2 separate regions of the Zea mays genome follow, and region 1 is linked to region 2. The links are chromatin contacts, called in public ChIA-PET maps. All regions are on one chromosome and are shown on one strand. Each heading gives the region's core, a stretch centred on a gene start, on an enhancer-like site or on the middle of the called end of the contact. The rest is flanking DNA. Distances are from core to core; before and after follow the strand shown.

The links. ChIA-PET counts read pairs in DNA pulled down with a chosen protein or histone mark.
Region 1: a contact with region 2 is called in an RNA polymerase II ChIA-PET map of seedling, with 5 times the contacts expected there. The contact joins the promoter of LOC100276553 here to the promoter of LOC100283139 in region 2. A contact is called at or near these places in 12 of 25 Hi-C or Micro-C datasets (bundle sheath, ear, endosperm and 5 more) and 2 of 3 datasets of contacts at active chromatin or transcription factors (leaf and seedling).

The regions. Positions count from the first base shown.
Region 1 is chr7:152,115,518-152,120,619 of Zm-B73-REFERENCE-NAM-5.0, reverse strand. It overlaps LOC100276553, which reads right to left and starts at 2,173. Exons shown (of 5, transcript NM_001150314.2): 1 at 1,037-2,173; 2 at 860-939; 3 at 703-774; 4 at 343-623; 5 at 167-340. The coding sequence starts at 2,074. The coding sequence ends at 343.
Region 2 is chr7:151,902,210-151,906,803 of Zm-B73-REFERENCE-NAM-5.0, reverse strand. It overlaps LOC100283139 (blue copper protein), which reads left to right and starts at 1,577. Exons shown (of 2, transcript NM_001156041.2): 1 at 1,577-1,924; 2 at 2,058-2,652. The coding sequence starts at 1,768. The coding sequence ends at 2,407. LOC100382283 (putative protein phosphatase 2C 21) reads right to left here. Exons shown (of 11, transcript NM_001175033.1): 8 at 4,581-4,594; 9 at 4,435-4,487; 10 at 3,137-3,191; 11 at 2,547-3,044. The coding sequence ends at 3,036. LOC100285422 (transmembrane 9 superfamily protein member 4) reads left to right here. Exons shown (of 7, transcript NM_001158315.2): 7 at 1-433. The coding sequence ends at 152.

The DNA of each region.
Region 1 (5,102 bases), core at 924-3,423, 210 kb before region 2:
ATACAAAATTTCATGTTTACGTTATTGGTGGGACTATATTATCGGAGTCGGCGTCTGTTCCTATGGCGTTAAGTTTACACGGACGCTGTAGGCAGAGCCGGGCCCTAGGCCAATCTCAATGTTTGGACTCTTATCGAAACTCAACTAGACACCTAAATGATTTCAATATTAGTAGATATCAAGAATGATCAAGTAATCTCCAACCATACAACTTCTTACGTCATAAACAACAACCCTGATCCAATGTAACAATTGAACCCTAAGTACAATAACAACATTATACCAGTAACAAAAATATAAACGGACTGATACATCCCAACGCAAAAGAGTTCAACATCATTCAGTTGTAGTTTGTGTTCAAGAACGGGTTCTTCTCGCTGTAGAATGGGTTTGTGAAACTGCTGGTGAGGCTTTCATTGACTTTCTTGCCTTTCACCGCAGAGTCCGGCTGGTGGCGAGAGAAGGCCCTCGGGTTGAAGTTGTCATCAAGGTCGATGTCCTCAAAGGTAGCCCAGCCCTCACTGCCAGTGATGTCCCTCTGCTTCTCCATCTCTTCGACGTGCTGCTTGAACCCTTCCTTAGCCGCGGTGATCACGCCATCCCCGTGCTGATCACACCATGCCCTGCAAAAAAAAATTGACACCATCTCAGTTATGAGAAATCATGTGCCTAATTTGGATGGTAGATGGCCCAGTGATCTACTTTGGGAAGTAGGACTTGAGGTCAGACTTGTCCACCGGAAGCTTTGTTGAGATGGCCTCCATCTGCTGATTCCTACAAAGCCAAGAGCCATCTCTGAACAACTGAAGATGGTCGAAAGAAAATACGTTGTCCGAGAACAGAGTGGATTACAACTTACGAGAAGTTCAAGTTCCGATTTGTAGATGATAGCTCAGCCTGAATCCTTGAGAGCTCTTTCTTTGTGTTCTCCACCAGAACCTTCAGTGATTCCAGATGCATATTGTAACTTCATCACTGCTACTCCTTAAAGCAAACTTATACAGGGTAAGAGGAATCAGCAATACACAGACAGTACCTTGTCACGCAGCAGCTCGGAAGCAGAGTCATTGTCCGTGTCCGAGTGCAGCCTCGTCTTGGCCCTCTTGGCATCCGGTCCAGAAGCAGCCATGGGGCTCGCCTCCAGCTGGCACTCGCTGTAAGATGAGCGCGGAGGAACATGCTGCGGCTGCTCACCGGTGGCTGCCGCCTCGCCACTGTTACAGGCACCGGCTTTCGTCCACTTCTTGATGCCATCGAACCCCCACGAGCTCTTCTTCTTACCTCTCACCGTCTCTTTCTCGACGACCCCTTCCTCCCCCGCAGGCTCCTTGTTCTCGGTGCCACTGCCGCCGCTGTGGAACATCCCTGCCAGATGCCTCCTCTTCCCTTTCTCGGCCTTCCCGGAGGGAACCGTTTCCGACGGCGAGCTCTCGGTCATGAAGACTGGCGCGTTGGTGGCGTTGTTATGGTCCACAGGGGCCAGCGGCGGCCTTGATGCGCTGCTGTTCACGTCCTGGTCCTTCTTGGATCTGCTCTTCCATGGCGTGACGAAGGCCTTGTGCTTCGGCTTGTCGGAGGCCGCCGCAGTGGCGGGAGGAGGCGGGTCACGGAGGTCGATCTCCGACCACTCCTCGGCCGAGACCTCCGCGTCGGGGCAGTCGACGATGACGCCGAACGCGGCGAGCCGCTGCACGAGGGGCGCCTTGGACGCGTTGTACTCCGCCGCGGAGACGCACTTGGCGTAGAGGAGCTCCTGGAGGAAGAGGAGCTTGTCCCGGAGCACAGCGGGCTGCTCGAGGTGCTGCGGCGGCGCGACGAGCGCCGCGAGCATGGTTCCGCGGAAGGCGGCAACGTCGGAGGCCGGAGCGATGCCCTCGCGGTGGAGCGCGGCGAGGTGGAGGATGCGGTGGAAGGACTCCTGCTGCCACTTGAGCTGCTCGGCGTGGCGCCGCGCGGCGGCCTGGTCGGCGGTGAGCCGCCGGCCCACGCGGAAGGAGGGCAGGATGGACTTGCAGAGCGACGCGATGGTGTCCTGCAGGCCCGAGTAGTATGTCGGAGTGTACGTGTACCCCATCGCCGCAGAGCTTACTGCCGATGCTGCTTCTTTGGCGATCTCTGGAGAAGCTGAGCAGGGGACTAGGGGAGCGTTTAGAACGGTGGTTTGGTGGGAGAGCTCCGCTCCCTCTGGACTCTGGTTTTGTTTGCCTTTTGTCCCAACGGCTGCGGGGGCCGGAACTAGCCGTTGCGGGGAGGGTTGGATCTGCAGGTGGGCCCCGCTTGGCAGTGAGGTCGTAAGCACACACCCTCATGCCTGTCCGGCTGGCACTGGCAGCTTCCCCTTGCATATGCGACTTTTGGATTGACGTTCATGTGCTGAGAGGGCTGAGGCTCTTCTCAAATCTGAACCCTCGCCCCGCTTACTCCAACCGTTGCAGGCCCTTTTGACACTGGAAGTCCAAATTTACAAGAGCAAACTACTCTAGCACGCACGTAGCAACTCCATGGAAATCCAAAATGAACATATTTGGCATTGCAAAAAAAAAAAAACCAACGGGGGAGAATTTAAAAGATACACCGCTGACAGCAATATTATCATGAAGAAATGATAATTTGATAATGCAGTAGGATATTCAGATCATCAATTTCCAAGAGCGCTGAGCTATCTAAACAGACCATCAGCCGTTAGATTCGTTCATAGTTCAGGGAGTAACCGTGGTTACATGGGCAGGGCGTCTACAAGTCGAGAGAGAGTTCATAGATTTGGGCGCGCCAATTAATGATTAGTATGACTTGTTGTGGATAGATACAGAATACAGAATAGTAATAGAAAACATGTTATCAGGTGCATATTTGCACCAAATCCCTCAATCCAGTTATGAAAAATTAAAAAATTTCCCAGAGAAGAGGCAACACAGAAACTTATTTCGTTGTGGGTTGGCACAAGTTGGCTACATCAATTTAACAGCAGTATCCCGGTCCAAAAAAAAGTTAACAGAAGTAACCTACTGAAATTACACAGGTAGACCATCGGCAAATTGCTCTATTCATTTGACAGTCTTGTTGGACCACATGTATTCCGTTTTTCTTTCAGAAATCAAACTACAGACACTAGATAGGTTAAAACCCAAAAGCAAGCTTCAATTTTACAGAATAGGAGCTGCAACTGTAGGTATAAACTTAACCAACAAAGGTACTTGCACTTGGCTTTTCATTTTTCTTAGGCGTCACTGCTAGCTCATCATCATCGACCCACCCAACAATATGGCCTTTAACTTAGAACTCATTTGTATTGGAATCACCCATATTACCTGCTGTGTGGCTTCTTATTCTACTGAAATGGTTTCATCTTCACTCTTCAACCACCGGAGCAGTTCCATCTTCTCCTTGCTTGTTTGCCACGTAGTAGTGCAAGAATCCGGCGAGCTCGTCTTCCACCTCCCTGTCCGTCAAGAACTTGGTCAGCGCTTCCCTCTCCACAGCCCCCAGTTTCCTGTAGACCAACCACACAAACGTCAGGAAACGAACGAGTAAACTGCTGGGACACACAGCTCACTGCATCTCGCCGTGATCCATACTCGAAATCGCGCCCGCCACGATCAACACCACTGCTGCCCGGCGCTACCGCCATGTCAGTATTCAGACCAAAGAAGGTGAGGCTCAGAAGGGAAAGCAGGCTGCGGAATTGGGCCGGCGTGTACGTAAACCCAATACGCGGTATCCTGAAGATGTCTGGTCCAGTTAGAGGCCCATGATTGGTAACAGCAATTAATAGCAAATATAAAGCATGCTTGGCTGTAACAGAGGAGATTAAGAAATAACAGAAGAACATCATACCCGTCTCTCTTTCTTCTACCTCGCATCTTTCTCTCTTCTTCTAGATAGCTGTAGTAGCAATAGGTCTGTAACAATTGGTATCAGACTTTGTTGATCCTGCGGGGAGTCTCTGCGCCACGAGTTCTGATGACGGGTGTGGCCGATTCGGTCGTAGCAGATGCGTTGGATGCTCAGGCAAAGACCATGGCGACACAAGCCCAGTTGCTGCAACAAATCTGCGACCGTCTGGATGCCCAGGATCGTCACTGGGAAGCGCTCGAACGCTCAGTCGCTCGCAATTCTACATCCATCAGCATCCTGACCAGGCAGCTTCAGGAGAAGGATGTTGCCCATGCAGAGTTGTCCAAGTCGTTGTCGATGCAGTTCGACACGAAGGCAGCCGAGTTCCAGTCCAGAACATTGGAACGAATCGACGAGGTGGATGGCGCGCTTTCCAAGCGTGTCGCAGTGCTTGAGTCATGGAGGCCTTTCGTCGAGCACTCGGTGGTCACGGCCCAGTCAGCTGCGGACGCACTCCGAGTTGATGTGTCACGCATGTCCAGCCGGTTCGACAGTGATCATCGCGTGTCACCTTCCCACGCTGGTGTTCTCGGGCGCCCACCTGCTACCTCGCCACACATCGATGGCCCTCATGGGCACCGTGATGTTCATCATCGTCGGGAGGAAGGCTATGGGTTGGGATATACCCAAGGCCTACTCCCGCACAATGGTACGATTCCTGGCTCCAATTCTTTTCATCCGATGGTTCCTCCCGATAGTATTGCGGGTAGATTCCAGGACCAGTCCTCTCACTATTTGGGGCAACTGCCTAAGATGAATTTCCCTGGTTTTGATGGCGATAGTCCCAAGCTTTGGCAGAAACGTTTGGAAGATTATTTTGCCATGTATTCGGTAGATCCTACTGTGTGGATCAAGGTATCCACGATGTACTTCACGGGTGCCGCTGCTCGTTGGCTCCAATCTGTTGAAGTGCAGCTGGCTCATATTTCTTGGTTGGACTTTTGCCACTTGGTTAGGGACCGGTTCGGCAAGGATCAACATGCTGTTCTAGTTAGACAGTTATTCCATATTAGGCAAACTTCCAGTGTCGCTGATTATGTGGAACGATTTTCACAGCTCATAGATCAGTTGCGCGCTTATTGTCCAAATTCGGATCCTCTCTACCATATCATGTGTTTCGTTGATGGCCTTCGCGAAGATATTCGTTCTGTGGTTATGGTGCAGCGCCCTCGAGATTTGGATACTGCTTTTGTTCTCGCTCAATTGCA
Region 2 (4,594 bases), core at 328-2,827:
AACTGCAGATCACTAAGCTGGTGTCTGGCATCTTGTACTTCGGCTACATGCTTCTCGCCTCATATGCCTTCTTCGTGCTGACTGGCACAATTGGTTTCTGCGCCTGCTTCTGGTTCACTAGGTTGATTTACTCTTCAGTGAAGATCGATTAGGTGCCAAGATGACAGAACAGCACATGTTTCAATGGAGTCAAGATAATTGTATGATTAATGTGGATTGGGGAATTACCCCCCCTCCTTTTTTTGAAGGTTTTCAGGAAAATTTTACTGTTTAGGATTTAGTTTACAGATGGTTTATGTTTTGTTATTGTCAGGTTATACACTTTAGTGATTTGGAACTGAAAAATATAAGGGTAAACACATTATGATGAGGCTGTACCTTGTGACAAATTTTTTTGTGGGGCTCTATATAAATTAAATTCATTGTGACAGGTATATGCTTGTACCGGTGAATTACTGTAGGGCTCCAAGACCAGTATGAAATCCACCGTTTGGATCCTGGAATTGAATAGTAAATTTAGATATAGATTAATTAAGCTAATATGGTTTTATGCAGAATATATTTGTATATTATTGTTGGTCACATGGGATAAATATTTATGTACTTCAGTTATACTATAGAGGAGTGAGCCGAGTTGTAAGTTACCGAGTAAAAAAATGTAGATTAGTGATACATAAAATCAATCTCCCTAGATTTATCTCTAAACTTTGGAAAGTGGTAGAATGCCAAATTCTAAACTAAATGACCTATATTATTAAGTAAATTCCAATTCAATAGCAATTGGCAAGAATGTAACCTCAGTTCCTTAGAGATCAGAGCTGGCGCTTTGACTTGCAAAAATCTTTGTTCCAGCAATGCTCATTTGTTGTGCTGTGAATCGAATGCTGGCATTTTAAAAGTTGAGTGTTATCATTAAGTCACTATGCCTGCTTGAGGTATTAGGCAGTAAGAGTTGGTTTGGTTTGATGATCAGAGAATTGGAGGACATCTATATGGGAGAAATCTCCTTGCTTAGGAATAGTGATTTCTATTTTCTCAAACTAAATTAGTTTGTTTTTTTGGGAAATAAAAATCCCAGAATGGAGTTCTCAACCCCATTTTTTTGCAAGTGATTTCAATTTTTTCCAGTAGAAATTAATTCATTTCTCTTAGAAAATTGAAAATCGCTTAAAAATGAGATTACTAAACTAGCTCTTAGCAAGGAGATTCTTCTCTCATGGATTTTCTCTAATTCTTTGATCACCAAATCAGCCATAATTAATCATCAAATTTCCCAACCTGATTTCGCCATTGGTGTACATGGGGAAATGAAATGAAAGGGTGCCATGGGATGGAGAAACCTGGGAAGTTGCTTCTCTCAGGCTCGGCAGATGCCTGCTGCATTGCTGTTTGCAGCAGTCCGTCACGTTCGAACTGACTCTCAGGGGCCTAGCCACTCGCCAGGGAACCAGTCATGGCGCGTATAAAGGGCTCAATTCCCGCCAAATCTGCTGAAATCCGTGGTGCCCCAACAAAAAAAGCGGGCCACACCCACACTCCGCAGCAAAACCATACTCGAGTCGGGCTCGGGGCTGACACTAGCGATATAATTGGTGCTGCTGCCGGGCTCCTGTGTCCTGTCTCCTTTCCTACGCGGCTACGCCGGTCCGCCCACTGACTGTACGACAGCACTTCCGCCGCAGTTCACTTGCTCTCTGCCTCCTCTTCGCTCTTCTGCTCACATAACCACGGCCGTCTCCCCAACGTGGTGCTCGCACCGCAGCCGCAATGTCGTGGCTCCTTGTCGCCGCGGTGCTTGCCGGCTTCGCGCTTGGTCCCTCCGCCGGCACGGACCACATCGTTGGGGCCAACCATGGGTGGAACCCCAACATCAACTACTCCCTCTGGTCCGGCAACCAGACCTTCTACGTCGGCGACCTCATCTGTAAGGCCCTCCTCATCCAAACAAGAAATTCTAGGCCCTTCTGGCTGCCGTATTAGATCCATTTCATTTCATAGCGAGGTGAGGCTCCCGTTGGAGCCCTGATTGCTGCTAACACCGCAATGTTGCTGTGCAGCGTTCCGGTATCAGAAGGGGACGCATAACGTGTTCGAGGTGAACGAGACGGGGTACGACAATTGCACCATGGCTGGGGTCGCCGGCAACTGGACCTCCGGCAAGGACTTCATCCCACTCCCCGCCGCCCGCCGCTACTACTTTGTCTGCGGCAACGGCTTCTGCCTGCAAGGCATGAAGGTCGCCATCACTGTCCACCCGCTCCCGCACAACGCTACCTCCAAGGGCTCCAGCAGCCATGCGGACACCGGCGCACAGGAAGAGGCCGCCGCGGCGGCGCTCGGGACCAGGAGCGCCGCGTGGCTGGCGACGCTCGCAGTCGCCGCAGCTGCAGTGGCTGCTTTCTGCTAGGAGCCTTATTCCATGCATTCACTGAACATTGTTCTAGTATTTTTGTTTTTGCTCCCATCTCATTCGGATCTTTCACTTTTCTGCAAGCAAATCTGCTTGAGAAGCTAAACTACCCTTCCGACAACTCATCAATGCATTTCACAAAAAAACCAATTTAAGCACCAACATGCCATGTATTACAGGTTGCGACGACTCTGAACACTAGAAAGAAGGAAGCAACAAACCCTATAAGAGATTGTCGAATAGAATCCCTTTTCTTATATACACCACCTCACTATCCTTTTTTGTCTATTATCCACCGGTTAGAGCTCCACAGCACGGTGTGCCACTCAACGCCTACTTCGGGGGGTAATCTGGGCCATCGACCTCGCTGTTCACAAAGGCAACTCAAATTCTGAAAGAATAACTTGGGATTTTACAACGCTGAGATTTCAAACGCTGCTAGTGTAGTAGCTTCAGTCAAAGGAAAGCTTACTTGGGCCGCATCCCTTCTGCAGTGGTAGCAGACTGCTCAGCGCTAGAAGTAGCAACAGCTAAAGCTGGTTTCTTGAATTGAACCACAATAACCGTCATGTTATCACATCCTTCGCCACCAGATGTAGGTGCCACACAGCGGTTGAGCAACTTCTCACACACACTAGATATCTTATCCTCCTGTTAAGTTATTAGGCGCATGAGGGAACAATTTAAAGTGTAAAGGTATCAAACACAACAGTGTGCTCCACTTACGGTCTTTAGCTGTTTATGTACAAAATCAACTACTTCTTGACTTGACATGCAATCCCTGTATGAAGAAAAAAATGTTCAGCAACGACAATACAATAAGCAGAGTAACAGCACTAGTGGGGTTCACCAATTGAATCTAAAATCAAAGCATGGATTCCAAAATTATCCATGGCAACATGGATACTTGTAACCAAAGTATCAGTTTCCAACCTAAAGACCAGGGATCTGCTTGTCTATCATGGATTAATTCTATTTGTGTGGAACCATCGATGCCTTATGCACTCAAACTGCAATGGAGCTCAAGAGTGTCCATCAGTCTCCTTTTTTCGGTGGGGGTCCAATATCGCGCGGCTCAATGCACAATATTTCGAACTCGAAAAGAACTATAGATTGCAACTTTATTTGACATGCCCACCGTGTCAATCTAACTATCTAGCTAATGTATGCAAAACAAATAAACATTTCCCAATTATAATTTTAATAGGAAGGGTGGGCCTGGTGTAGTGGTGAGAGCTATCTCACTAAGTCACTAGGTCACGGCTCACGGGTTCGAAGCAGTCTCTATGCATTTGAGGGGAAAGACTTGCCTCAGTTTATCCCTGCACCAAACTCGACTCATGTGGGAGCCTCTGGTACTAGGTTTGTCAATTAGAAATTCATTAATTGTATACAACATGGATACAACATACATATATCTATAAACAGTTTAGATATCAACAACTGCAAACCCTAGTGTGCTACTTCTAAGGAATTAGCTCAAATCCAAAATATGTGTGGCATCACAAATACAGATTAGATACGCAAGCTGATTACTCATTTGATACAGTATTTGTATGACAATTTGCAGGTGTTCTGCTTTACTTAGTTACATATCAGAAACTGCAAAGCCTGGTTTGTGAGTTACTCCCTCTGCCCTGAAATAGGGATTTTTAAGCTAATAAGTCCATGGTCAATAAGATGCTTTTGCCCGAAGAACATTAAGCACCCTTGGCCAGTTCATAATTGTGTATTCAGGATTTTCTATGATTGATTGAATGATAAACATCATCGAAATTGTTCATGTAGTATTCCACACACAGCCATGACAAAAGAGTGATTTCATTATCTCTTACCCAGAGTAATTATAATACATGAAAACTAAGGAAGCCAATTATGGCATCCTCTCTTCAAGGATGATGTACCTCATGTAGATAGTTTGTTTATTTTGGTAACACAACAAAAATGAATGCAAACAAATACTAGTAGAAGAAAACAATTGAGTTATATTAAATTTACATTCAGTAGAGAAATATAAAGCATACCAAATTCCATCACAAGCTAAAACAATGAATTCATCATCCTCCGAGAGCTGGACCTGATCAGAAGCCAAAGCAACCCTTAGTAAATTGTGTATTTGTGTTCAAGGTTTCAAGAAAAAATACTGATAGAAAGGGTCACCAAAACCCACTGTTTTCAATTCAG